Linked DNA regions of Mus musculus: regions 1, 2, 3, 4, 5 and 6 are each linked to region 7. The links are chromatin contacts, called in public Hi-C, HiChIP or PLAC-seq and promoter capture Hi-C maps. All regions are on one chromosome and are shown on one strand. Each heading gives the region's core, a stretch centred on a gene start, on an enhancer-like site or on the middle of the called end of the contact. The rest is flanking DNA. Distances are from core to core; before and after follow the strand shown.

Evidence for each region. Promoter capture Hi-C pulls out the DNA fragments that hold promoters and counts their contacts. Hi-C and Micro-C count contacts between places; a contact is called where the count stands out from the background. HiChIP or PLAC-seq counts read pairs in DNA pulled down with a chosen protein or histone mark.
Region 1: a Hi-C map of B cells shows a contact between it and region 7, with 5 read pairs. The contact joins the promoter of 4933405L10Rik here to the promoter of Cyb5b in region 7. A contact is called at or near these places in 2 of 484 Hi-C or Micro-C datasets (B cells and cardiomyocytes).
Region 2: a contact with region 7 is called in a promoter capture Hi-C map of pre-B cells, with 3 times the contacts expected there. The contact joins the promoter of Pla2g15 here to the promoter of Cyb5b in region 7. A contact is called at or near these places in 2 of 39 promoter capture datasets (liver and pre-B cells).
Region 3: a contact with region 7 is called in an H3K27ac HiChIP or PLAC-seq map of microglia, with 4 times the contacts expected there. The contact joins the promoter of Fhod1 here to the promoter of Cyb5b in region 7. A contact is called at or near these places in 1 of 39 promoter capture datasets (pre-B cells), 1 of 115 datasets of contacts at active chromatin or transcription factors (microglia) and 1 of 9 other capture datasets (liver).
Region 4: a contact with region 7 is called in a promoter capture Hi-C map of pre-B cells, with 2.4 times the contacts expected there. The contact joins the promoter of D230025D16Rik here to the promoter of Cyb5b in region 7. A contact is called at or near these places in 2 of 39 promoter capture datasets (liver and pre-B cells).
Region 5: an H3K27ac HiChIP or PLAC-seq map of thymic regulatory T cells shows a contact between it and region 7, with 7 times the contacts expected there. The contact joins the promoter of Exoc3l here to the promoter of Cyb5b in region 7. A contact is called at or near these places in 2 of 39 promoter capture datasets (liver and pre-B cells) and 2 of 115 datasets of contacts at active chromatin or transcription factors (pancreatic cancer cells and thymic regulatory T cells).
Region 6: a contact with region 7 is called in an HNF4G HiChIP or PLAC-seq map of pancreatic cancer cells. The contact joins the promoter of Dus2 here to the promoter of Cyb5b in region 7. A contact is called at or near these places in 1 of 39 promoter capture datasets (liver) and 1 of 115 datasets of contacts at active chromatin or transcription factors (pancreatic cancer cells).

The regions. Positions count from the first base shown.
Region 1 is chr8:105,706,827-105,710,699 of GRCm38.p6, forward strand. 4933405L10Rik (RIKEN cDNA 4933405L10 gene) reads left to right here and starts at 1,463. Exons shown (of 4, transcript NM_027655.2): 1 at 1,463-1,689; 2 at 1,970-2,187; 3 at 2,574-2,758; 4 at 2,835-3,419. The coding sequence starts at 1,606. The coding sequence ends at 3,271. It overlaps Enkd1 (enkurin domain containing 1), which reads right to left and starts at 1,382. Exons shown (of 8, transcript NM_198299.2): 1 at 1,331-1,382; 2 at 998-1,097; 3 at 723-917. The coding sequence starts at 1,082.
Region 2 is chr8:106,148,756-106,152,511 of GRCm38.p6, forward strand. Pla2g15 (phospholipase A2, group XV) reads left to right here and starts at 1,599. Exons shown (of 6, transcript NM_133792.3): 1 at 1,599-1,858. The coding sequence starts at 1,732.
Region 3 is chr8:105,346,461-105,350,110 of GRCm38.p6, forward strand. Fhod1 (formin homology 2 domain containing 1) reads right to left here and starts at 1,510. Exons shown (of 22, transcript NM_177699.4): 1 at 1,193-1,510. The coding sequence starts at 1,393. It overlaps Slc9a5 (solute carrier family 9 (sodium/hydrogen exchanger), member 5), which reads left to right and starts at 1,798. Exons shown (of 16, transcript NM_001081332.1): 1 at 1,798-3,112. The coding sequence starts at 2,917. Gm46049 (a long non-coding RNA gene) reads left to right here. Exons shown (of 4, transcript XR_003947441.1): 3 at 1-378; 4 at 615-1,196.
Region 4 is chr8:105,223,839-105,227,514 of GRCm38.p6, forward strand. It overlaps D230025D16Rik (RIKEN cDNA D230025D16 gene), which reads left to right and starts at 1,349. Exons shown (of 16, transcript NM_145604.3): 1 at 1,349-1,648. The coding sequence starts at 1,585.
Region 5 is chr8:105,294,859-105,298,666 of GRCm38.p6, forward strand. Exoc3l (exocyst complex component 3-like) reads right to left here and starts at 1,255. Exons shown (of 14, transcript NM_177788.5): 1 at 1,048-1,255; 2 at 768-848; 3 at 402-577; 4 at 107-326. The coding sequence starts at 801. E2f4 (E2F transcription factor 4) reads left to right here and starts at 2,805. Exons shown (of 10, transcript NM_148952.1): 1 at 2,805-3,017; 2 at 3,423-3,532; 3 at 3,677-3,808. The coding sequence starts at 2,883.
Region 6 is chr8:106,010,056-106,013,363 of GRCm38.p6, forward strand. It overlaps Dus2 (dihydrouridine synthase 2), which reads left to right and starts at 1,423. Exons shown (of 16, transcript NM_025518.4): 1 at 1,423-1,523. Ddx28 (DEAD box helicase 28) reads right to left here and starts at 1,431. Exons shown (of 1, transcript NM_028038.3): 1 at 1-1,431. The coding sequence starts at 1,369.
Region 7 is chr8:107,149,163-107,152,779 of GRCm38.p6, forward strand. It overlaps Cyb5b (cytochrome b5 type B), which reads left to right and starts at 1,499. Exons shown (of 5, transcript NM_025558.5): 1 at 1,499-1,711. The coding sequence starts at 1,550.

The DNA.
Region 1 (3,873 bases), core at 213-2,712, 1.4 Mb before region 7:
TACCCTTGGCAGAAAGACCTCTCAGACAATCTGGGAGATGTCTGGTAGAAGAGAGGCCCTGGGTTCACACACACATACACACACATTTTTAAATACAACCAAGGCCTCTTCATGGAAGTTAGACATCATACCCACAGCACAGTTATCAGCTTATTCCCTTCCACAGTCACCCTCCTGGTTATCTTCTACATTTTATGATTTAGCATACCATTAATCACCGTGTATATTATACACATGGCCTGTCTTGTTCATTGCCTCCAACTGTGACTCCCATACTCCCCCCGCCAATTTTTTTTAAATTCACACATCCCAATTGTAGCCCCTCTACTCCCAGTCCTGCCTGTGCCAAATCCCCCCCCCCCCATTACCCCTTTCTCTTCTCCTCAGAGAAGGGGAAGCCTCCCTTGGATACTACCCTACCCTGGGACGACTCCCATACTTTTTAACCCCGTTTTCCTAACAGCTACAGGGTTTGGCACAAAGTAGGCACTAAGTAAACAATGCTCCATCAAGGTGTGAAAGCTTGAAGCGAGGGCTTTCTGCAGAAGGATAGACTCTGATCCTGCCAGGAGGTATTGTATTTTGCCCTTCTTTTATGCTAGAGAAACTAAGACCCAGAAAAGAACATTAACTGCATGGGCTCAAGGCAATTAAGAAGCACCCTATTTTAATCTCTGCTTTTGACCTAAGAATGCCTCAATACCCCGTCTGCAAGGACTTACTCTTAGGAGAGACCCCCGAACCGAGGGAGATGCACCCCAGTTGCAGCAGCACGTCCCCCACGCCTCGCTGGCCACGCTCTAGGATCTCTCGGGCTTCAGGCCTGATGCGAGGGCCACGAGGAGGACTGGAGTCCAGGTCCCGACCTGAAGTCAGCAGGTCCAGCTTCAACGCGTTTCCTTCCAGGCGTCCTTGGGCTGAGGAGCAAGACGCGGTGGAAAGCCGTGCTCAGGGGTGGGGCGGGGTACTCGCCCCGCCGAGGCACCCCGCAACTCACCCGAGGCCGGCCGCCGGTAGTAGTCCGGGCAGAGAGTGGGGTCTGGGGGGATGGGTCCAGAGATGCGGGACGGGCCCTCGCACATGATCCTACCGCAGCCCTGCAACAGTGCACCAGGGCCTGTTGCGCTGCGCAACTTTCCCCTCTAATCCCTGTCGGGTGCTTCCACCCTCCACCCGAGCCCTGCATCCCCGCGGTAGCCCCCATCACCGAGCCCCACCCCTCGACGACCGCCCGTCTCTAGGCGCAGACTGTACCACCGCCCCGCGACTAGCCCACTGCCCAGAGGGGTTCGCCGCCCCTCCCCCGCCAAGCCCCAGCGAGGGCTCTCACTGGAGCAGTTTTACCGCCAACTGTTGCAAGCCGGTAGGAGTTGCTGTTGCTTGGCAACAAATGGCTTCCTGAGGTCAGGGGTCAAATGACTAAGGCGAACAGCCTTCTGGGGTTTGTAGTTCCAGATGAGGAGTGATTCTAAGTCTCGGGTCTCAACAGGAGCCTTACCTCTCAACCTGTCTCCCCTACCAGCACTGAGTACCAGTCCAGCCCCGCTCTGGGCCTGAGGTTTTCTCTGATCAACTGTCGAGGGATGCACTGATTCCTCATAGCCTATGGCCTCAGAAGGGGCCAAGAGGCAGCCAGAAACCCAGAATGGGGCAGCAGTAGGGTTAGCCCAGGTTGCAGAGAGCCTTGAGGTGACTTGGGCATTTCAAAGCTCGGGAGATGGAGGGGTAGGGCAGGAGAGGTGGGACTCTAGGTAACCCAACCCTCTAACTGCCAGGCCAAGCCCTACAAGTAGAGAGGCCTAAGCTGGTTACCTTCATATTTTGTGGCCAATATGTAGTTAGGAGACACCACCACCCCCCCAACCAAGGGAGATGTACTCCAATTGCAGCAGCTTTGGGCTTTGAATAACTGATCCCCACAATACTTTGCCTGGCCATCGGCTCCCAATGACCTATGTGTATCTTCTAGTGTCCAGGAACAGAAGAGTGTCTGGTGCCGGCACATGAGACCTGCAGGAGCCCAGGCGAAGACAAGTGTCCCGTGGGGCACAGCTTAGAGCCAGAGCTCCAGGAGGAAGGAATAAAGGTGGGAGAGGAAGGGCTCAATGCAGGGGTGGAAGCAGGAGAGGAGAGAGGACCCAAGCCTACGTCATCCATCGTGAGACCAGCTCATGGGCCCAAGAGAAAGTGAGAGGGCTTTCGGAGGGAAGGGCTGGGAAGGTGGGTCTTATGCCCGGAGATTCCTAAATCCCCATTCCTTCAAGGCAGAGATTCTTGTCTTTGACCAATACCCCTCACTCCCAACTCTAGAACTTGGGGGCTGGGGGGTTGGTATGGATTTGGGACTTCTAGATCTTGCAAGGAGACTGAGCTACCATAAATGCTGAGCCTCTACTGGGCTTGGAGCTTCACTGTCTAAGAAATGGACAGCTAACTAGCTCTAGTGGACAGGCAGGGGTAAGCCCTAGGCTCAAGATATAGGAACCAAAGACTGAAGCCTGCCTCTTTCAGGCCTCTTGTCCCAGGTTTGGGTTCCCCAGCCCTCCCAGGGCCAAGCACCATGTCCATCCTAGGTCAGAAGTTGAGCTGCCACCGGGGGTGCTGCAGAAGAAGGAGGAGCCAGAAGGCAGCCACAGTGAATCCTCACTGTCCTCGAAACAGCACAAAAAAGCCAAGAAACGCAAGAGTGGCGGGGCTCCTGTGCCGCCCGCTGTGGCCAGCGCATCCGCACCCGCCGCCGAGACCTTGGGGTTGGAGCGTGAGTGGCAGTCCCTGGGCTCTTCTCTTGTTTTCTTTGTCTTCTGAGGCTGACATGGCACAGCCTGGTGTTCTAGCCTTTGCTCTGCCTTGGGTTCTTGCAGGAAAAGCCCAGCGCCTGCGGCCACTGTACCAATACATCAACTACTGCAACCCAGAGCTGAATCAGGAGGAGGACGGGGACAGGGAGCCCGAGGTAGAGCCTGAGGCCGAGTTAGCACTGGTTCCCGAGGAGCCGGGCGTGGAACAGCTGCAGCTGCAGACCTTGCTGCCCGTGGCAGGTGAGCTGGGCTTAGGCCTTGCTTTACCCTGCCCTAATCCGTTAGTGCCACTGACCCATAATCTTCCTCCTCTGGTAGAGGAGGTTGGAGAGGAGCCTGGGGGTCTGTCTAGTCTGAGGGTGAGTGGCAGCCTCAAGGCTGAGGTGGATAAGACGACGCAAGTGGATATCGACAAGATGTTGAGTGTCTGTGCTGCCCCTCTTGTGCCCCCTCTATCCCCTCAGTACAAGTGACCATCTAGCCACTGAGAATACCCCTGGTCTAGGCCTAAACCATGGCTCTAAGTCCATCGGCCTAAGCCATCAGGTGGAGGAAGGAATTTTAGTCTTTGTCTACACTTGAGAATTTGCGCTCACTGAAAATAAACATTTCCCCCCTTTTAGAATGTGATTCTTCAAATATGATGCCTGCATTGGGAAAGAGGTTGGGGAGCAGGGAGGAGGATGGCTGGTCGTGTGGATCAGTGGGGACCTTGAATGACGGATTCCTGAGTACTACCAGATTTGTGTCAGAGAACATGTCTACTCACCCCAGATTGGGAGTCCAAGGCAGACCAAAGTACACAGACCACCAAAGTCTGACTCCGTGAAACAATGGGTTTTAATGGGGTGACTTTTTTTTTTTTTTTTTGAGACATGGTTTCTCTGTATAGCCCTGGCTGTCCTGGAACTCACTCTGTAGACCAGGCTGGCCTCAAACTCAGAAATCTGCCTGCCTCTGCCTCCCAAGTGCTGGGATTAAAGGCCTGTGCCACCACGCCCGACTTAATGGGGTGACTTGGTGGGGGGCAGAAATCACACAAAGACAGTTTGCATCACCAAAGCTCATCCTAGCA
Region 2 (3,756 bases), core at 349-2,848, 1.0 Mb before region 7:
TTAGACTGAAGTCCTCTTTCTGACTTCTGCAGGCACCAGGCATGTATGTGATACACATACATGTAGGCAGAAATACTCATACATCTAAATAAAACAAATAGATCGTTTAAAAACAAAACAAAACAAAACTTTCTAAGCTGTGAGGTGATGGCACACACCTTTAATGCCAGCTCTAGGGAGGCAGAGGCAGGGGGATCTCTGTAAGGTTGGGGCCCAGCTTGGTGAGTACCAGGATACCCAGAACGGCCGAGAGAAATCCTCCTGTCTCAAAAAACCAAAATACAATTTAATAAATAAATAACTTCCTATTTTGCTATAAAAACTAGAATTGTTGGCATTAACGTGGGGTCAGCTGTTTACCAAGAAGAGGGAAGGAAGAGGTGGGGGGTGGAGCAGAAGTCTTGGGACCAAGCAGTGTCCCAGAAGCACAGTTGGCCTTCAGAAGGAAGTATGTAGAGGGTTATTTCTCAGAAGCACTGGTCAGTTCACCCCCAGAGTGTTGGCATATTACTGGGTGTTGAGCCTTTTGCCTACTACCGTCTGGGCCCCAGCTCCTCGCTCCAGTCAGTCTTATGCCCTTCCTGAGTCCTCAGGCTTGCGCGGACAGGGGCTAAAGTGCCAACATGAGCTCTCGAGCCCTGTTCTTTGCAGGGGAATCCTACAGAGAAATGGTTCAGACTTTCAGATCCAAACCACTCCCAACTCTATTCGTGTGCTGCACTTACAGAGTGACAGACCGTTTGAAACAGGCTGATCTCTGGGCCGTAGTGCCGCAAGCCTTTAATCCCAGCACTTGGGAGGCAGAGGCAGGCGGATTTCTGAGTTCAAGGCCAGCCTGGTCTACAAAGTGAGTTCCAGGACAGCCAGGACTGCACAGAGAAACCCTGTCTCGAAAAACAAAACAGAAAGAAAGAAAGAAAGAAAGAAAGAAAGAAAGAAAGAAAGAAAGGAAGGAAGGAAGGAAGGAAGGAAGGAAGGAAGAAAGAAAGAAAGAAAGAAAGAAAGAAAGAAAGAAAGAAAGAAAGAAAGAAAGAAAGAAAGAAAGAAAGAAAGAAAGAAAGAAAGAGAGAAAAAGAAAGAAAAAAGAAAAGAAAGAAAGGCTGTTTTAGCTTCTTCTCCCAGACCTGCTTCTTGGGTTCTAACATGCATTTCTACCGGCAAGGCAGACAGTAAAAGTTTTCTGGACGTGGGCGGCCAAACCTAGATGCCCCTGGGGATGCCAGTGTAAAGGCCGTATAAAGGTCCTGGACAGCTGCTGGTCACCCGAGTTCCAAAACACTAACTTCCTCTTTTTTTGTTTAGAGACCATTCACCCATAGCAAATGAAGGGCATGTTTTTGGTCCTTGTGCTGTGGGAAGGCTAGGAATTAGGAATGAGAACTACTTGAGTGGACTTTGAGAATTGTTCTGTGTTGGGTTCACGGTGAGGTGAGATGGGGCTGTGTAGGAGCAGGGCGACAGCTGGGATGATAAGCGGCTCCCATCGGTTGGTCGATCGATGCGTTCGGCGCGCAGCAAAGTCCCGGAGGTGGGCATGGGCGGGTGGTGAGCTCCGGTGGGAGGGACGCTCGTGGCGGAGAGTTGCAATTGGTAGAGCCTTAGCAAGAGGCGGGTCTTAATTGACTGGTATCTGCGAGCGGTGGGGTTAACTAGCTGAGCTGCGGCCCGGGCCTAGGCACGATCCCTAATCTCTAAAGCAGCCCCTTGGACCTGCGACCACAGTCTCACGCCATGGATCGCCATCTCTGCACCTGTCGCGAGACCCAGCTCCGGAGTGGCCTCCTGTTACCTCTGTTTCTACTAATGATGCTGGCAGACCTGACGCTCCCGGCCCAACGTCACCCCCCGGTGGTGCTGGGTGAGACTCGTGTTCAGGGTGGTGGTGGGTGGATCCTGCAGGATCCAGTGCAGCCAGGGTCTGGTGGGCCAACTGCTCTGTTGTGCATCTGCTTTAAGCACGAAACCCAGAGCATTTGGTTTCTAACCTGGGTCAGTTCGGTTAGCCCACCTCCCGCCATACCGGGCATGGGTGTGGTCTGGAGCCCTCTGAAACGTGAGAGTAAAGGGAATAGATAATGTCTGGCTTTCCACTCCACCTAACTGCAACAGCTCCAAACCTTGCCTCGCCATGCCCCCATTTCTTAGCTGGAAAGACTGAGGCAATTCAACCCTACTTCAGCGGGTTCCTAGGCAGTCTCAGAATCGGTCATTACCTCCTACCCTCTCTATTTCACAGGGAATGAGTGGTAGCAAGTTCTATCCACGCTGGCCCCCAAAAGCATTTCTCTGCTCTCAGCTTATGGAATGGATGGTATTGACTTTCGAGGAGATGGCCTAAGGGAAACAGGGTGGCTAAGGGAAGGGAGGAGAGAGGAATGGGGTTGGGACAACAGTCTTGAACTGGCGTTGAGGGAGTCCGGGAGTCTGAGAGCATGCCTCCACTCTCCGCTTCCAGACCTAATTACTCTAGGCTGTACTGAGGCCAGGTGACATTCCCTGCCCACTTGCTCTTCTGTCTTAGACTTGGCAGCGGAACAGAAATAACAATGTTTCTATGTGGTAATAGGCCAGGCTAAAATCTCTAGGAGTCTTAGATGCCCCATTCAGCCAATGGAAGTCGTTTTGAACTGGTGTTTCGCTGGCCAGGACTCCTGAGAACAGAGACATGCTGAAACGTACGCTATATATATGTTTATGTATGTATATGTGTGTGTGTGTGTATATATATATATATTTTCTTTCTGCTGGAGCATAAATTCCTGTGCTCTTTCTTCCCTTTTTTCTTTTTGTCTTGTCTTAGACAGGGTTTTTCTGTGTAACCCTGGCTGTCCTGGAACGCACTCTGTAGACCAGGCTGGCCTTGAACTCAGATACCCACCTGCCTCTCCCTCCCAAGTACTAAGATCAAGGGTGTATGCCACCATGCCTAGCTGAGAAACCCTCTCTTGAAAAGCAATGTCATTCTAGGTCAGCGAAGGGGATGGGGGATTCTGAGCCTAGGTTCCCTTTGAGATTTGTATACAGCTGGACCTGCCTCTCTCAAGCTTCCTGGATGGTAGTAATAGTGCCTCTCAGAGAGGTCATCCTGAGAGGTGAGAGAGAGAGGTGTGGGAGCGCTGGGGAAGCCTTCCTGGAATATGCAGGAAGTAAGGTGGCTTGGAAGATTGCTCCAGGCTGGTCAGCATGGAACTGGGGGAAGGCAGGAGATATGGGTGGTGTAGAACTTGTGACTTGGTCATCTGGACTTTAACCCTGAGGACCAGTGTGAAGAAGTCACGTGTGAATGTAAGAAGATCTAAGAATAAGGCCCATGACATTGAGATGTGTGTATTCTCTGACCACATACGCGTTTCCTACTTGAGGCAGAGTCTTTGTAGCCTTGTCTTCTTGCTGTAGATCAGGCTGGTCTTGAACTCACAGAGATCTGTCTGCTTCTCCCTCCCTAGCACTAGGATTAAAGGAGTGCACCATCACACCTGGCTTATTTGCAGCATAGTATCGCTTGGACAGATGGGCACTAACTGCCAATTAATCTATGCAGACTTTGGTTATCCTAAATCATAGCTGAGAAGCCTTAGACTCTGAAAGAATCTGAGCTCCTGTATCCTTGTGCATCTTTTCAAGGACCAGGGCTGCTGCCAGAGAGAGCTTTTTCTTGTTTTGTTTTGTTTTTGTTTTTCCGAGACAGGGTTTCTCTGTATAGTCCTGACTGTCCTGGAGCTCACTCTGTAGACCAGGCTGGCCTCGAACTCAGAA
Region 3 (3,650 bases), core at 260-2,759, 1.8 Mb before region 7:
TAAATGCCAGGTGACCTCAGACTGGGCAAGCTTCCTCCAGACCCCTCTGAACAGAGCAGTAGAAGAACACAAAGTAGACTACGCAGAAAACTCTGGAGGTGGGCAGTATGCTGCATTCTTCCAGCTGTGGTCTTAAAGAGCTGGGGCTCTGCCTGGCCACTGGCCACTCCCCAGGCCAAGTTTCGCCGACCCCCTCCTGACTGCACTTGGAGGCAGGGCTGGCTGCAACGCGAGGAATGCAGTTTAGAGGCCTGGAGCCTAGGGCACATTCCAGGGGAGACCCCGGGGCTAAGGGCCATGTTTACGCAACCCCGCGCCCAATTGTGGCACCCCATCAACTCCCTCCCATCTCCCTCACAGCTCCCAGCTAACCCGCAGGTCAGGAACCCTGGGGGGTGGTAGTGTGTATGCCTCTGGGAGTCCTGGCCCGGAAAAAGCAAGCCGGAAAGGGATGCCTGCGGGGAGGTGGAGGGGAGGCCAGCAGGAGGGGAGGGGTGGTCCTGCTGGACATACGGAAAAATGCCTCTCTAACTGAGCAAAGTCGGCCTAGGAACGTCGGCAACTAGGGTAGGCCAGCGGTTTAAAATTAGACTGATCCACCCCCTCCCTTCCAGGCGTAGGCCACCAGCGGCGGGCCTAAGGGACCATGGGGGCGGTGACGCAAAGGGCTTTCCCACCCGGGCAGCCTCCCATGAGCGCACGGCCGCTTCCAAGGGACTCCTCTCATCCTGGCTGGGACTCCAGTCTTCAACAGCGCTGGAGAGACTGTATTCCAAGGACCCAACCCAGCCGGTAGCCTCGATCCCTTCTATGATTGCTCCCTAAACCCGCCCCTCTTTGGGGCCCCGCCCCCGACTACCTGGAGCAGGTGGAAGTCTGTCCCTTCCCAACTCCACTTCCCCAATCCGCTACAACCACAGCAGCAACCCTGGCAAAGAGGCAGCGAGGGGACTCCAAGCACCTCTTCAGGAGGGCCTAACTTTCAAGGGAAGCCCGAGTGGAACAAATCACAAACTCTCATTTGGCTTCTATACTGTCCCCTCAACTTGAGTCTCCCCCTGTAGGCAGAGGAGCATAGACCTTAGGACCCCGGCCGGAGACTTTTCTGGAGGCGAGCACCCGCCCGTGACGATCTCTCTCCTAGAAGCACTGTCTGTCCACCGCCCACCTCAACCTCCGCAGCGCCCCTCACCTTAAGAGGCGCCCCCAGGAGTCGGTGCAGAGCAGGGATCTGCGCACTCAGGGGCAGAGCCCCGTCCAGGCTGCAGGTGGGGGCCCGGCGTGGTTCCGGGAAGTTGGCACAAGCGAAAGGGTCGGTGTCTTCCAGGTACTGCACTCTCACAGTTACCACGGATACTGGGTCCCCATCCCCGCGCTCTTCCTCGCCCGCCATGGCTCTGCCACCGGCTACCGCTGGACGCCTCTTGTGTCCCCTGCAAATGCTGCAACTTCAACTCGACTAAACTTTGCTGTTAGGGCCGGGCCAGGCTGGGCCGGACGCTCGCGGCTCGAGGGGCGGAGCCAGATGAAGGTAGGACCAAGGAAGGGGGTGGAGCCAAGACTGAGCGGCGAGCGCGCGCTCGGGGTTAACCACCGCCGGAGGCGGCGCTTGGGCCAGCCACTCAGAGAGCTGGTGATCCCGTTAGTTCCATTGCTAGGAGGGCGGGAAAACCCGAGCTCCCGCTCCGCCTCAGAGCAGAGGGCGGGGAGACTTTCTTTAGATTTGGTATGGGCGAGGCTGCAGCGGATCTTTGTAAGGATTTTTAGGGCAGATGGGGGGGGGGGGGTAAATCTCTTCGGATAATCTGGGTAGCTGGGCCACTCTCAAGGGACGAGATGGGACTAATTGCTAGCTTGAAAGACAAATGAAAGCATTTCTCTCATTTGGGGAAAGCAGTAAGAAGAATCTCTTTCAATGTGGAATAAGAAGTGGAAATAGATTTTATATTTGAAAGAAGAGGTGGATTCAGTCCCCTTTAGCTGTGGGGGCAAAAAAAAAGAGGACGGGTGCTCTTTCTCGAAAAAGAATGGGATGAGTCACTGTGAGGAGGCAGGTAGCACATGTTTTTTCGGCTTGGGTGATGAATGAAAAGTGGAGACATTCTTCGGTTTGGGGCGAGATGAGTCAAATGCCCCAAGTTGTTCCTAATTTAAAGGGAATTCCATAAGGTCCTCTCAGATCCATGGAATAGGCAAACAGTTCCCTGTAGTTTGAAGGAAAGGGAAGGCGGCGCCTCTGGGCTCTGGAGAGATGAGGAATAGCCAGCTTTTCAGCCTGGAAAGAGCCGGGTCCGTCCCGGCCTTGAGGTTTCTGGGTACGTTGAGAGCACCGTTGTCCATTAGGCTTTCTGGGTGTGCCCAGTGCGCGTGCGCAGCTGTGGTCCGGTAGGGGGGTCCCAGGTTTTGGAGATCGTGCTGGAAGGCGGCAGCGCACCGCCCCCTGCGGTTTTCTCAGCTTAGCACTGGGACCCGCAGCCTGAGCACCTGGGACGGGTGGCCCGCTGCTGGGCGGTGTTCTGCAGTAGCTGCGCTTGTCTCTGCTTCCCGAGACCCCCGTCCTTCTTGGTGCTCCGGGACGCGGTGGCTGGTCACCTTTCTGAATCCGGAGGAGAGGCGGTTTAGGAGAGCACACTCGAAAGAGTGGGTTTCAGGACTCGAGGGGTTAGGAGGGTTATGCTGGGGAATTTCCGGAGATGAGATTAACCTAGAAGAGATGGAGGAGGGGATCCTAACTGCTAGGATCCTGGGCAGGGTCTCGGGGTCCGGACCTGGCCTGGGGGTATCGGAGCTCGGATTGGGGGGAGTGAGCCCCACGTGCCTGTGACGCGGGGGCGCCGGGTAGGCGGCGGCAGCGGCGGCGGCGGCGGCGGCAGCGACGCGGGGCCGGCGGCCGTGCAGTGCCCGGAGGACAGCAAGATGCTGAGCGCCGCACTGCTTCTTCTGCCCGGGTTGCCCCTGGCGGGGGCGGGGGCCACAGAAGAACCCACCCAGGAGTCCGGGCCGTTGGGTGAGCCTCCTCCAGGCTTGGCGCTCTTCCGCTGGCAGTGGCACGAGGTGGAGGCGCCCTACCTGGTGGCCCTGTGGATCCTGGTGGCCAGCTTAGCCAAAATCGGTGAGTGTGTGTGTGTGTGTGTGTGTGTGTGTGTGTGTGTGTGTGTGTGTGTGTGTGTTCGCGCGCCCGCACGCCAGGCTAGCGGCCCGCAGAGGACCCGCCCCCAAGCCCCTAGGTCTCCAGATTTGCGTCTTGCATTGTGCGGGGACTTAGGCTCCAATTCCACAAATCTGGGTTCTCTCCCATTTCCTGCTCTCTTGTGGGTCTCCCTTCTTGGTTGGTAGTTCAGGGGATTTGCCTTCCTAAGAGCTGCCTGTCGCCGCTCTCCTCTCACCGTTCCATCCTTAGACTCTTTCCCCCAGTTTCCCCTTCCCCTTGCAGTTAGCTCTCCTCAATAAACGTCAGTAAGGCCTCTCCTCCAGACGTCCAGCTTCTCAGAAACCTGTCAGCAATGAGGACGCAAGGGGACACTGAAGGGATGATATTCTCCTGGAAACCCTAGGCATTCTGGTTCTGAGAAATTTTCCTGCCCTGGAGAGACGGCCAAGAGTCTGAGATTTTAATATCTCCTGAGATAGCTAAAAGGCCACTTTTCCTA
Region 4 (3,676 bases), core at 99-2,598, 1.9 Mb before region 7:
ACAGCTGAGCCATCTCTCCAGCCCGACCTTGAACTTCTTTTTTTGTTTGTTTGTTTTTTGTTTTTTGTTTTTCGAGACAGGGTTTCTCTGTATAGCCCTGGCTGTCCTGAGCTCACTTTGTAGACCAGGCTGGCCTAACCTTGAACTTCTTTACTGCCTCACTCCCAACTGCTGGGATTCCAAGCAGGCACAAATCAGCACACCCAGCCTCTAAACATAGCTAGCTACACACGTCAGCGTTTCTGCAGCCACTTTCCCACTGGACAGACAGCCCAGTGACCCAGTTGTTTTGGCGTGCAGCAATGCTTCTCAAAGACGTTCTACTATTTTTATTTTATTTTGTTTAATCCCATAGCACTGACTTGAAATTTTGTGACGTATCCACTGTTAGGCTTCTTTATAGCCAGTTTGAGTATTTAGTCTGTCACTTAGTTCCCTGCTAAATACTACCCTTAGGAAACATAATGGGAATCGAGCTTTGCTGCCTAGGATCAAGGAAGCTTGGGTAAAGTCTTTACCCTCCTTGTGCCTCATTTATTCGTCTATAAAATGAGACTGAGGGTGTGAGGTCTTGTCATCAAAAGAGGCCTCAGCTGCCTTTTAATTTTAGGGTGCCCTAGAGCAAGCAAGCCGAAAATTCTGGCTGAATAACTAGAGGAGCCCCTCTTCTACTCACTGGAAACGGAGGCACAGAACACTTAAGAGCTTTAGTCACTACCATAAAGCATTGGCAAGCAGCAATGGTGACTCCAGGCGGAGCTGCAGGAGGCAGCCTCTGTGCTTAGAAAGTATTCCCTAGGTTGAGCATTTCTGGAAATGAGACCTGGCCCGGAACTCTTCAGCCTTCTAACTCAAATCCTCTCGCTCTAACCCTTGCCAACGGACTCATACATCCTCGACTCTGAGGTGGACCCTGCTCAGAGACCACTGGGTCCAAGGAGAGTAGGTTTCTGAACAATTTAGGCAGTGGCAGCCAGCGTCAGTACGTGACAAGCTTGATAATGGTCCGCGGGGCCGTGAGTCTCTGGGACTGGGTCCTTCCTGTCCGTTTTGTTCCTAGTGCAGATTAGTGGGACAAGTGTGCAGACGGAAGACTTTATTTTTGTGTGACATGTTTCCCGCCTTGTGCCTTTTCTTGCGTAGGCATATATGGTGCGCTGTGCAGTTTCAGGACCTCTGGAATGTGGCCCCTAAGTTCTAAAGCAGCTGCTCTTCCCTCCAGCTCTACCCGCGCGGGTCTGGCCTCTGATCCAGAGTTTGCGCGTGCGCGACTCCGCCTCAAGCCCCGCCTTCATGATTTAGCCCCGCCTTTGCCACGCTTTACGGCCCGGCACGCCACTTTTGCTGCAGTTGCTCTGGGCGCTGCTGTTGCTACAGCCTCTCCTGCCGGGGCTGCTGCCCGGGAGGTTGAAGGGAGGTGAAGTGTGTTGTTGTGTTCGTGCTGCCGTCGCCGCCCGGAACCGAGTGGAGAGCCGGACGTCCGCGGGCTGGCGAGAGCGACCAGTCAGCAGCTGCGTGCTCTCCTCAGGCCGGGTCCTGTCTGCGCTGCCGCAGGGAGGCCGCCCGGCCCAGCGAACCGACCCAATGCTGGACCTGGAGGTGGTGCCTGAACGCTCTCTGGGGAACGAGCAATGGGAATTCACTCTGGGTGAGTGTGGGGTCTTTTGGGATCCTGTTGGCTGGCCCTTAATTCTCCCTAGTCCCTTCCGCTTCTGGTTCCTGCCCCAGATGCCCCTGCGCCCGCGGTTCTTCGCCTTTTCTCACCCTTTAGTCTTTCGGCTCCGGGCTTTAGAATCCCGCTCCTCCCGTCTGTCATAGGATCAGCGATGTCTCAGCAGGGTCCTTCTTTGGACCTCTATGATAGTAATAGCCAGTACACACCAAATACTTAGTGGAGTGGGAAGGTCCTGCTCTTTTGAATTTATCTCTAATACAACTCCCTGAAGTCTGAATATCGATAGTATTATGCCCATTTTGCTGACTCTAATAGTTAAGAACTAGGTAGCACACCTAATCAACACTCTGGTCTCTGATCTGTCTCTCTCTGGTTTTAGGGGAGTGGGGGAAACCTAAGCTCATGCCTCACAATCAGATGGGGGTGGTGGGGGAATGAGCTTGCTTTTCTAAAAGGAACTCTCGACTTGTTTTCTTCTCTTTTGAAATGTACTCTTAACGTGTGGTGTCGCAATACCAGATACCAGAGTTAAAAGTTGAAATTGAGTGAAGTGGAAATTACACATTGGCTTGGTAGACAAATCAGTTAGGTCACTTGGGGAGAGTTGGCCTTCGTATGTGAACAAGAGTATTTGCATTTAGTGACTCCAGTGTGTTTACTTAGTGGCAGCACTAAGCGAAGGGGCTGGGAAAAGGTGTTCCTGCTGCTTGTTTGTGTGGGCCTCAACCTCTGTCTCTCTACTGGGAGCTCTTGGACTGAGTCAGCTGCTCCATTTGTTTATGGCTTATCCTTGAATGTAGACGACTCTGTCTATAGAGACAGCATATTGGAATTACCTAGCTGGGTAGATTGCTGGGGCTTGGTGGCTGCCTGCCTCTTTCTTGCCCATTATAAAAGCCAGTTTCATCAAGGGCTCTTGGTTCTCAGAACTTAGACTGCCTGTTCCTGTAGACTTCTCAAAATTTAATCTGCTATGAACATGTTCCATTCAACCTCATATGAGGCATCAAGAGCGTGGTTGAAAAGCAAATGATGTTTGACTTCTGATTAACATTTTTTTCTCCCCTGGACAACTCCTACCTAGTCTGGACATCCCAGGACTGGTTAAGACCCACAGCTACAGATGGTTTACTGAGACTGTGTATCTCTTTGTTTGATTTAGTGCAAACAGGAGATCAGCTGGGGTCAGGAAATTTCCAGAACACTGAACTATAACTAACATAACTAACTACCCAGGGCTTTTGGCAAATTTGCAAGAACCAAGAATTTGAATAGTTGTTTTTTTTTTTTTTTTTTTTTTTTTTTTAAACACTGTCTTCATATCAGCCAAAAATCCTAGGTTGAGAGTTGAACTTGGGGGCAGACCTGAGCCTTGGTGGTGACTTGCTACTTCTTCATCCCTGTTTTGAAGTTAGGGTTTGTTCTCTTGTTTGTTTTTTAGACAATTAGCCCAGACTGGTTTCAGATTCCCAGTGAAACTGAAGTTGAGTTTGAACTTAAAATATTTCTCTCTGTGTCTCTCCCCATACTGGGTCTGTGTAGTACTTGAGATCAAACCCAGTGACAAGTACCAAAGTGACCCACAATATCAGTCGAAAGTGTACATTTTTACATTTATTTATGCAGGAGGGAAGTTTAGTAGTTGGAGTCTTGGCTGCTCTTTCAGAGGACGATGATTTGATTCCTAGAACCACTTCTGGCCTCCACAGGCATTACATACATACACGTCATGTGCACAGATACATTCCAGGCCAAACAATACCCATATACATTTAAAAATGTATCAGGGAATATCATGCACATTTGAAAGTCAGAGGACAGCATACAGGAGTTGGTTCTCTCCTCCATGCCAATCCTAGTGATCAGATTCAGGTCACCAGGTTTGTCAACAAGCACCCTTGCCCACTGCCATTTTAGCAGCCCTTAAAACCTGAACTTTTTGTTTGTTTGTTTTTTGGGTTTTGTTTTGGTTTGGTTTTTGGTTTTTCGAGACAGGGTTTC
Region 5 (3,808 bases), core at 5-2,504, 1.9 Mb before region 7:
GTAATCCCTTTCCTAGTGCCCCAGCTGCTGATCAGAATGGGATTTGTGGATTCTTAGAAGCTAAAGTCCAGGGCTCTCCACCTCCGCTTTCCCCGCCCCCACTCACCTGCTTGTAGCCTTGGCAACAACCGAGTCAGGATCTGAAGTTGTTTGTGCTGGACAACACATTCCCTCAGGGGTTCCAGGGTTTGTGAGGTCCGAGACAAACCCTTTAGTAAGTGATGGGCCTGGCTCAAAGCTTCACGAGTTCCCTGCACAGCCTCGAGGGCTCGGGTCAGCTGCCACACACCAGTCTGCACACCTTCCAGGTAGGACTGCACCACTGACTGTGGAGAGAGGTAGCCGCTCCTAAGGCCTGGCCAGCCCTCCAGCCCAGTCTAACACTCCTGCTCCTCACCCACCTTAATTCTTGCTTCCAGGGAATAGTTACGCTGTATTTCACGGCTTCGGTACTGGCCCAGCCTGGTCAGCTGCTCTGGCCGGTAGAAGATGCCTGAAGCCCACTTGAGTGCTGCACCCCGAGCCAGCTGTTCGGCCCTCTCCTGCTCTGGCCACTCAGGCCTTGGGCAGGAAGATCCTGGGGTTGGTTGTGTCAGTCAGGGAGGGCCTGTGGCTAACGCACCTGCTGCTCTTCTGTTTCCTCGGGACAGCCCCACTCTTGGCAATCCTATAGAGCTCTAGCTAGACCTGACGGGAAAACCCAACCCCACTAATTCCCATTTGTCTTGACATCATCCTTCCCCAAGCCCAGCCAACGAGGCTCATACCAGGACGAAGTGTGGGCTGTATCTTGCTGTCCATAGTTTGCCTAGAGCTGCTGCCGATGTGGTAGGAGTGGGAGCGAGTGCCTGGAGGAGATCAGGCAGAGCGGATGTTCCTTGGGCTCCGCTGAGAAAGAGGAGCAGGGTCCTTGCCTACCCCCTTCAGGAAGTAAGAAGGGGATACCTGGGAGGCCTCAGTCCTCTGGCTTGGACTATGCAAATAGGCAAAACTGTAAGTCCCCTTTCCTGCTCTGTAACGCCCAGGATAGTTTGGTACAGAACTTACCAGATCTGACCGGTGTCCAGTTCTCCCTCCTCTGCAAGTGGCCTTGGCCTTGAGAGTAGCCTTCTCGCTCCTGCAGAGCTGGGCACACCCTCACTGCTCACGGGACCGGAGGGACTCCAGCTCCTTTGGCACCAGCAGCCAAATTCCTCTCCCCAAGGAAGCCTCTCTCCCACTTCACGGCCCAGAAACCCCTACTTCTCCCCCAAGGCCCCTCCTTCAAAGCAGAAAGGAAGGAAGTTGAGTCTCTGGCACTTTATTCCCAACAGGAAAAGCATCTGCATTGAGGTGGGGAGCGCTGGGCGCCATTTCCTGTTGGGTGGGGGCAGCTGTGGACTCCCCCGGTGAGCACCAAGTCTTGATCAGCCCACCTTAGACTTCTAAATACTCCGGAAACACATATGCATATTTAAAGCTGATTTGGCCTCAAGCTGGTTTGAAGGATGACCCCCTATGTGGTAGAGCCTCAGCAAACCGCAGTCGAGTCTGAGAACCACAGATGGTATATGCCTTGGTAGGGGAAAGATCACATGTGGTGAGGCAAAAGAATAGTGAGAGATGGCAGTTAGGGATCCAAAAAGCTACATTGTTCCTGTAAGTGATGGGGAGCTAGGGAGGACACTAGATATAATGGAGCACCACCCAAATCCACCCATCATAATAGACCCTCACTTCCTACTGTCAGAAGGGTTGACAGCTAAGACCTCAGGAAGACTACCCCAACTTCAGGCTCCATTATAACTAGAGCTTCCGAAGTCTGCTTTCTCACAAGTGTGAATCATCAATCAATTTGGGGAAGGCAATTTGTGTCCTAGAGGGACTGACCGTCATAAAGACATAACCATAAGTGATAACACTGTTAAAAATAAATAAGACTTGCAAGCTGGTAAGATGGCTCAGAGGCTCAGAGCACTTGCTCCTCTTGCAGAGGACAGGGCTTCAGTTCCCAGCACCTACACGGCAGCTAATAATAACTGCCTGTTAACTCTAGCTCCCAGAGATCTGACACCCTCTTCTAAACCTCCTTGAGCACCTGCACACATGTGGACAAACATAAACACATACACACACAATAATAATAATGATGATGATGATAATAATAATATAAACCTTTAAAAACTGCAAAAATAAATGAGACTTGCAAACACACAGTTCTTCCCATGTGTCAGAAAATGCCTTAAAGGCTTTGCTTATATTCACACGCAGGCAAACACCTTTGCATGGACTAAGTAGTGGTTGGAAATAAGACTCCTGGCCACTGTGAACTGTATGTAGCATGGAGGCCAGCGAAAAATGATGCTGGAACGAAATAAGAGATAGAAGTATGCAAGCTATTTATTGTTAGTGCTTGCTGTTTTGGCAGGAAGTAACAGGAACAGCAGGAATTATCTCTGAACATCAGGGAAGCCTTTAGAATAAGTTTTAAGCAAATAGGCTAAGCTTGTGGCTTATGGCTTCCCTTCCCTGGATGGAATGTTCAGGCAGTTAGTAGTCTAGAAGCAGCTTAGCAAGGAAGAGTCGGGTGGTTCTCGCTTCTCAACTGCCGGTACTGCTCACTAACTTCTTCCATTTCCTACCATACAATTTTTTCAGGTTTCCTAGCTGCCCTAAGGAGTTGTTTTGGTTTCCTTTGCTAATGATACATTTGCCGACGGTCCCCCGGAGTTTTGCGTCCGGATCAGCAGACGGGAGTTGCACCAGATACCCTGGGAAGGCGCGAGACGGAAGCGGAAGCAGCCTTGATAGCTCCGGTGGCCCGGCGACTAGGAACGGAAGCGGAAGTGGCGCCGCCGCCGGCCTCGCCTGGCCTGGCTGAGGGGAGGCGGCGGGCGGGCGCGATGGCGGAGGCCGGGCCACAGGCGCCGCCGCCCCCGGGGACTCCAAGCCGGCACGAGAAGAGTCTGGGACTTCTCACCACCAAGTTCGTGTCGCTCTTGCAGGAAGCCAAGGACGGCGTGCTTGACCTCAAGCTGGTGCGCTCCGGGCCGAGGGGGCGACTGGGGAGATGGGGGCACCAGGCCTGGACCGGGAGCGGGAAGCCAGCGGGGCGGCCCCACTGAGTCCTCCGGCCGCCATCCGTGTGCTTTCTCACCCTGATGAGAGAGGCGGGAGGTTGTTTCCATTCACCGAAGCCATTAAGCCTCAGCTCTGTCTGGGTCCCGGCTGCAGGTGCAGGCCCTCGTGGCCCTTGGCGACTAGGACAGGGAGCCGAGCATCAGAACACAGCTAAGCCAAGACTCTTCCCGACACACTCGCGGAGTGATTGGAAGGAACGCCAGGGTTGGGACATAAGACTACCTCCCATTCCAGACTAAACATCTCAGGGTGCACACTTTTTAAGAGTGGGGCTCCATTCTCCATTCTGTTCTACCTGCCAGGCAGCCGACACTCTTGCTGTGCGCCAGAAACGGCGGATCTACGACATCACCAACGTGCTGGAAGGCATCGGTCTGATCGAGAAGAAATCCAAGAACAGCATCCAGTGGAAGTGAGTGTGGGCTGTTTGGGGAGGGCAGAAGTGTCAGGGGTGTTGGGGTTGGGAGGGGATGGTGATGTTTATAGGAGAGAGTTGGGGTCTGGCACCCAGAGATCTTAGGGATCCCACGCTCAGTCTCTCAATCCCATGGTTCAGGGGCGTCGGGCCAGGTTGCAATACCCGGGAGATCGCTGACAAGCTGATTGAGCTCAAGGCAGAGATCGAGGAGCTGCAGCAACGAGAGCAAGAACTGGACCAGCACAAGGTGTGGGTGCAGCAGAGCATCCG
Region 6 (3,308 bases), core at 173-2,672, 1.1 Mb before region 7:
CGATGTCTGTGCAGACAAGTATGTTCTGGGAGCCCTTCTGGAAACTCTGGAAGATACCTGCCCTCATTGAGGCCGGCATTTGCCCTTGCAGCCTTAGATGTTGAATCTTGTGGTCATCCAGAATGTACCCAAGCCAGTTCACGGTGCTGGCGCTGTTGCAGAATACCAGGACAGTTCCCGAGGGTTCCGTCTTACTTGCTTTGTCCTGCTGTTTGAGGATCTGAACCAGTTCTGTCACCTTGTCTGCTCCCTTCAGTCTCATAAATGTCTGTCTGACATGAGGCATGAGACAGTGCAGCTTGGAGCTGGTAATGGTGGTCAGACTGTCTGGACTGGTGACTTTACTCAGTAACTGGTTTAGGCCTTCTGGAAACGTGGCTCCCACCAGCACTAACTGGGCTTTGGGATTAAAGGGGTCTTCTAACTCGGCTGGACTTTCTGCTATAGGGCTCTTTTCCAAGATGTAGTCCACCAGTTCCAGGAAGCTTTCATCTAGCAGTGTGTCTACTTCATCTAGCACTATGAAGTTAAGATGCTGTAAGCTGATCAGTTGACTTTTCAGAGCCTTCCACAGCGCCCCTGGAGTAGCCACTAACACATCGGCTGCCGGTCGTCTATACAGCTGAAGTTTGAGCCTACTCATCCCGAGGCCTCCGCCAAGTTCTATCACCTGCAGGCCCAAGTACCCACCCAGTGACTGGGCCACTGCCTGCACCTGTTCGGCTAGTTCTCGGGAAGGTACCAGAACCAAGCCTCGAGGAGCCGTGAAACTGCGGGAGTCCAGGTCTGACCCTCTCAGGAGCCGCTGAAATAGGGGCAGTAGGTAGCTAAGCGTCTTGCCACTGCCAGTTTCCGCAGCGCAAAGGAGGTGGCGGCCTCGAAGCAGTGGGGGGATGGTTTTCGACTGCACTGAGGTTGGCTGCACAACTTCGGGGACAGCCTCCTGAAGCGCCAGCAGCACTCGGGGTTCCAGACCCAGGTCCACGAAGCTGCCCCGGGACGAGAGGTTCCTCAGGGCGGGCGCCTCTTGCTGCACTCGCTCTATGGAGAAATGGTCTTGCCGCGATCGCCGATGCTTCCAGCCACGGGAAGCCAGTGGCGCTCGCTCCCAACGGCCCAGCGTGAGGCGTGCGGGCTGGTTCAACTCCGGCCGCCGCGCCGAGACCAGCAGGGGACCGGGGCGCACTAGCACTGGCCGCTGCAAACTCCCACGGCCGCTCTGTCGCTGTTCCTGCCGTCGCTGCAGAGCCCGCGGAACGCGCACCACTGGCAAGGACTGGTCGGAACCGCGCACCACTAGGTTCCGTCGAGGCTCCAGAAGCAACCGTACTGCTAACGCCAGCAGCCGCGATGGCCCGGCTAAAGCCATATTTCCCTTGATGCAGAAGAGGCGCGCGCTAATGACGTCAAGCACGCCACCGTAGTCTGGAGTACGGTGGCTGGCGCGGATCAGGGTGGCGTGTGGCGCTGCAGCACCGGCTGGAAGGAGGGAGGAGGATCCTTAAGAGTTCAGTGGCTGCGAGGTCTGTAGGTTTCCACCCGGCATGGCGATGTCCAGATTGGAGTCATCTTTGGGGAAGGGTACTCGGTGGAGGCAGGAATGGGAGTCCGCAGTAGGAGGGGGCCATGGGTCCCTGGCTCAAGGAATCGAGTGAGGATGGCCTCTGTCATTTGAGTGCTTAATTTCTGATAGTCTTAACTTGTGGTCTTCATTGCCTCGCTCAGTCATCCCATAGAACTCCAAAGGTACAAAGTTCGACGATGTTTTCGTAGATATGCAATCCACTCAAAGCCTGGGTGATGCAAGTTTGCTGAGACTGAATGAATGGTAGGCCAGGGGACTGAGACAGAAGTTGGGAGTCTGGGTTTAAGCTCAACCCAGTTCTTTAGTTTAGAACCCAGAGTGCATGCTGGTGGCCTTCAGCTTATTTCGTCTTTGAAGTTAGAGAGATGGTCTCCGTTCTTTCAGGTGTAGTTTCTCAGGTTTTTTTTTTTTACACTTTGACCCTACCTCTCCAGGCAAGTTTCACCCTCCTTTCCTTGTCGTCGCCCCCCCCCCCCCCCCATGCATCTCAGCCTGGACCCATCACTCTAGCGGTCTGCTCATAGCCACTGGCTTCTCAGGCAGATTCCGAATTGCCTGACTAGAAGTAGAAAGAAGGGTCCCGTTACCCTCCTGGAGTGATGAAACTTATCTCACATAGCACCGGTCAAGCAGACTACTTGACATGAATTTAGTGGTTCAGGTTATTAAACGTTTAATTTTTTTTTTTTACTTCATACTTTTTGAACATATCTGAAAAAATGGGCATCAAGTGTCTGGAGTGGGAGATAAGGTCAATGTTTGTGGATTGATTACCTGGGAGGTTCCTAACGTCTGGAGAAAGTGTTTTAATTTCATTCATGGGCTGGTGAGTTGGCTCAGTGGGTAAGAGCACCCGACCGCTCTTCCGAAGGTCCGGAGTTCAAATCCCAGCAACCACATGGTGGCTCACAACCATCTGTAACAAGATCTGACTCCCTCTTCTGGAGTGTCTGAAGACAGCTACAGTGTACTTACATATAATAAATAAATAAATCTAAAAAAAAAAAAAGTTTAATTTCATTCATTAGAGCTGGCCCTCCATATTTATAGGTGGACCTCTGTGGAATTTTCCACTGTAGAGTGAGAATATTCATGAAAAAAAATGTGTCTGTACTAAATATGTATAGACATTTTTCTTTAATGTTACTCCCTAACAATACAGTATAACAAGTATATACATCATGTTTATATTGCATTAGTCATAAGCAGTTTGCAGATGATTTAAATCATGTGGGAGAGCGTTGGGGCATAGCTTTGTGATAAAGTGCTTGCCTATTAGCGTTTGTGAAGTCCTGAATTCAATTCCCCCCTAAAATCAAAAGTACCTAGGAATTTTATGTAGGAGCTTGAGTATCCTCAGATTTTGGTATCTTTGAGGTTCCTAGAACTCCTAATAACTACCTATTGATGACTTTACCATTACATAGATTAAAATTTAGTTGAGTGTGGTGGCAAATGCTGTGAATTCCAGCACTTAAAATTCAGAGGCGCCGGGCGTGGTGGCGCACGCCTTTAATCCCAGCACTTGGGAGGCAGAGGCAGGTGGATTTCTGAGTTTGTGGCCAGCCTGGTCTACAAAGTGAGCTCCAGGACAGCCAGGGCTACACAGAGAAACCCTGTCTCAACCGCCCCCCCCCTCCAAAAAAAAAAAAAAAAAGTCAGAGGCAGGTAGATCTCTGAGTTGGAGGCCGGCCTGGTCTGTATAGCATGTTCCAGTCAACCT
Region 7 (3,617 bases), core at 249-2,748:
GCCTTTCCCCTGTGCTGGCTGGTTTTGTGTGTCAATTTGATGCAGGCTGGAGTTATCACAGAGAAAGGAGCTTCAGTTGGGGAAATGCCTCCATGAGATCCGGCTGTAAGGCATTTTCTCAATTAGTGATCAAGTGGAGAGGGCCCATTGTGGGTGGTGCCATCCCTGGGCTGGTAGTTGTGGTTCTATAAAAGTGCAGGCTGAGCAAGCCAGGGGAAGCAAGCCTATAAAGAACATCCCTCCATGGCCTCTGCATCAGCTCCTGCTTCCTAACCTGCTTGAGTTCCAGTCCTGACTTCCTTGGTGATGAACAGCAATGTGGAAGTGTAAGCTGAATAAACCCTTTCCTCCCCAACTTGCTTCATGGTCATGATGTTTGTGCATAGAATAGAAACCCTGACTAAGACAATGGCTTATAACCTGCAAGCATAATAAACCTTCTACTTCTCCAGCTGGTTTTGGTCAGTATTTATGAGAGCCATCAGAGCAAACTACAGTACATAGTTTGTGTAATTAGGAACTTAGGTTATGGAAAGTAGACATGGTGGTGTCCTTTTAAGCCAGCACATGGGAGGCAGAGGCCTCTGAGTTCCAGGACAACCAGGCTTACATACTGATACATTTCTAAACAAACAAACAAACAATAAAATATTAGTGAAAGAGGTTGCAAATAGTTTACAGAGTCATGAGTGCTAGGTTGTGAAGTAACACCGTGAAACATTTTAGGATGATCAGCCTCTTAGTTTTCACCGCAATTAAAGAGAAAGGCTCGCAACCTTGCACATTAACTTAGAATTCCAAATTACCTAGACTTTTAGCAAGGGTCATTTGAAGTAAATCCTATTTTAGGCCATTTAGAAACTAAAACAGTGTAGATGAGCCCTGATCACTGAAGAATTCAGTTAGAGATTGTTTTGTCAGTAGTGGAAGAAACTTAGGACATCTACCCTTGCCCCAACTGCTGTCCTAAGGCCTTGTACCTAAGAGCCATGGAGTCCAACGCCACTTGTGATTTACACAGTGGATTGCTGGGCTCACGCCTCTCTTAGCACACTCTCTTTAACACACATCCCAAACCTCTGGGCAAGGAAGGTAGAGGTCACCACACCCATTTTAATTGTTGAGCCTTTTGGAGCCTAAAGGGAACCAGTCTGGGGGACAGCAAAGCTTGTAACCCCGGGGGCTGCAATTCTGGATGGGAAGATCAAGGGAAAATGCGGGTCCGTTCATTCGGGGACCCAGGGTGGCAGGAAGGGAAAAGAGACGCTGGAAACCGGCTCTTTTCTTTTAGGGCCGGGCCTGCCCATGGGCCGAGCAGAGAGAATGCTCTCCTGTGGTGACACTTGTCACCCGGCCACGTTTAGGCGCTGGTCCAAAATCACGATATCTGATTGGCAAGGTTGGAGGGGCTGGTCGACGCCGATTGGCCAGTCGGACGTCGGACCAGGTTTACCCGGTTACGGAAGCCGAGGAGGACCCAGCGCGGGCCGGCAAGTCAAGGAAGTTAGCGGTGGAAGCCCAGATAGCGGCGGAGAGGGCTTCGGATCCCATGGCGACCCCGGAGGCCAGCGGCAGTGGCGAGAAGGTCGAGGGCTCCGAGCCCTCCGTCACCTACTACCGGCTGGAGGAGGTGGCGAAGCGAAACTCGGCGGAAGAGACGTGGATGGTGATCCACGGGCGAGTCTACGATATCACCCGCTTCCTCAGCGAGGTGCGGGCCGGGGAGGCGGGAGGCCTCCGCGCGCTGCCGGGGTGGGGGTGGGGAGAGGCCACGCGTGGCTGTCCGGCGCCCGGAAGGAACCGTGACCCTCGGAGGGGCTGCAGTCTCAGCCTCGACTGACAACGTGCGTTTCTCAATGCATGGAGCACTTGCAGGATGCTAGATCACACGCCAGGCCATCAACCCGTTTCCCATAAAGAGAAACTGAGGCTCACGGAGGCCGGGAGCTCTCAAGGGCACACACTTAACGACCTAATCGAGCCCAGTTCAGAACTGCTCCTTTCCAGGAAGTATGCCTTAGAAAGCAGTGCTTTGGGGGGCTTTTATTTTCTAGAGGAGAAGGCAGTTTTTTTAAAAAGTAAAAACAATTAAATTTTGTATGTGGGGGGGGTGGGGGTGGGGGTGGGGGCATCTGCATCTGCGTTTGGTGCCAGAGGTCAGAACCCCAGGAGCTGGATAAGAGGAGGTTGTGAGCCTCCTGATGTGGGTGTTGGGTACTGGATCTTCCGAGAAAACAGAACATGTGCACATGTGCTCTTATCCAGTGAGCTGAGATTCCTCCCACCCCTGTTCCTGGTTAGGCAGTAGAGTGTGTGGGGTGTGTGTGTGTGTGTGTGTGTGTCCGTGGAACTTTTATGTAGAGCAGGCTGGCTTCGAACTCAGGGATCCTTCTGCCTCTGCCTTCTGAACGCTGGGGTTAAATGTGTGGGCCACCAACACCTGGCTTTCAACCCTTTTGTTAGTGCTTCAAATCAAATCTTATTACTCAAGATCTCTTTGAGACTGTTGGGCCACAGATAATTTTCCTCTTTGTGACAGGGCGTTTTTCAGCTTATTACATAGTCTCTGTAGACCTTGAACTTCTAATCTTCCTGTATATGCCTTTCTAGGGATCAGATCGCTCATGCTTATTAGGCAAACACTGTCAACTATATTACACCTCTAGCTGGGGTTTGACAAGTGTATTTGACCATGTAGTCACTACAGTAAGGAAAAAGAACATTTCACCCCACTAAGATGTTACTCTCTTGTTCCTTTGCTGACTGTCAATCTTTTTTTTTTTTTTTTTCCAAGACAGGGTTTCTCTGTGTAGCCCTGGCTGTCCTGGAACTCACTCTGTAGACCAGGCTGGCCTCAAACTCAGAAATTTGCCTGCCTCTGCCTCCCAAGTGCTGGGATTAAAGGCGCCACCACTGCCCAGCCTAAAGATTCTTTTTTTTTTTTTAAAGATTTATGCATTTATTTATTATGTGTAAGTACACTGTAGCTGTTTTCAGACGCACCAGAAGAGAGCATCTGATGTGAGCTACCATGTGGTTGCTGGGATTTGAACTCAGAACCTTTGGAAGAACAGTCAGTGTTCTTAACCACTGAGCCATTTCTCCAGTTCTTGTTTTCTCTCTCTCTCTCTCTCTCTCTCTCTCTCTCTCTCTCTCTCTCTCTCTTTTTTTTTTTTTTTTTTTTTGGTTTATCGAGACAGGGTTTCTCTGTGTAGCCCTGGCTGTCCTGGAACTCACTCTGTAGACCAGGCTGGCCTCGAACTCAGAAATCCGCCTGCCTCTGCCTCCCGAGTGCTGGGATTAAAGGCGTGTGCCACCACGCCCGGCTTTTTCCTCCTTTTAAAACAATGTTTTTTTGGCTTGAACCCAGGGCCTTAGATGAGTACAGGGCAAACACTGAACCAAACCCCTTATGCCCCCAGCCTAGCTGTTTGCTGTATCAATTGTTATTTTGAGATAGGATCTTATATAACCTAGAATTCCTGGTTCTTCTTCCTCTACCTCCCAAGCACTAGAATTATGGCTGTGTAATGTCAATCTTGGGCCAACATTTTGTTGTTGTTTGTTTGTTTGTTTGTTTGACACAGGGCCTTTCTACACAGCCCTGGCTGTCCTGG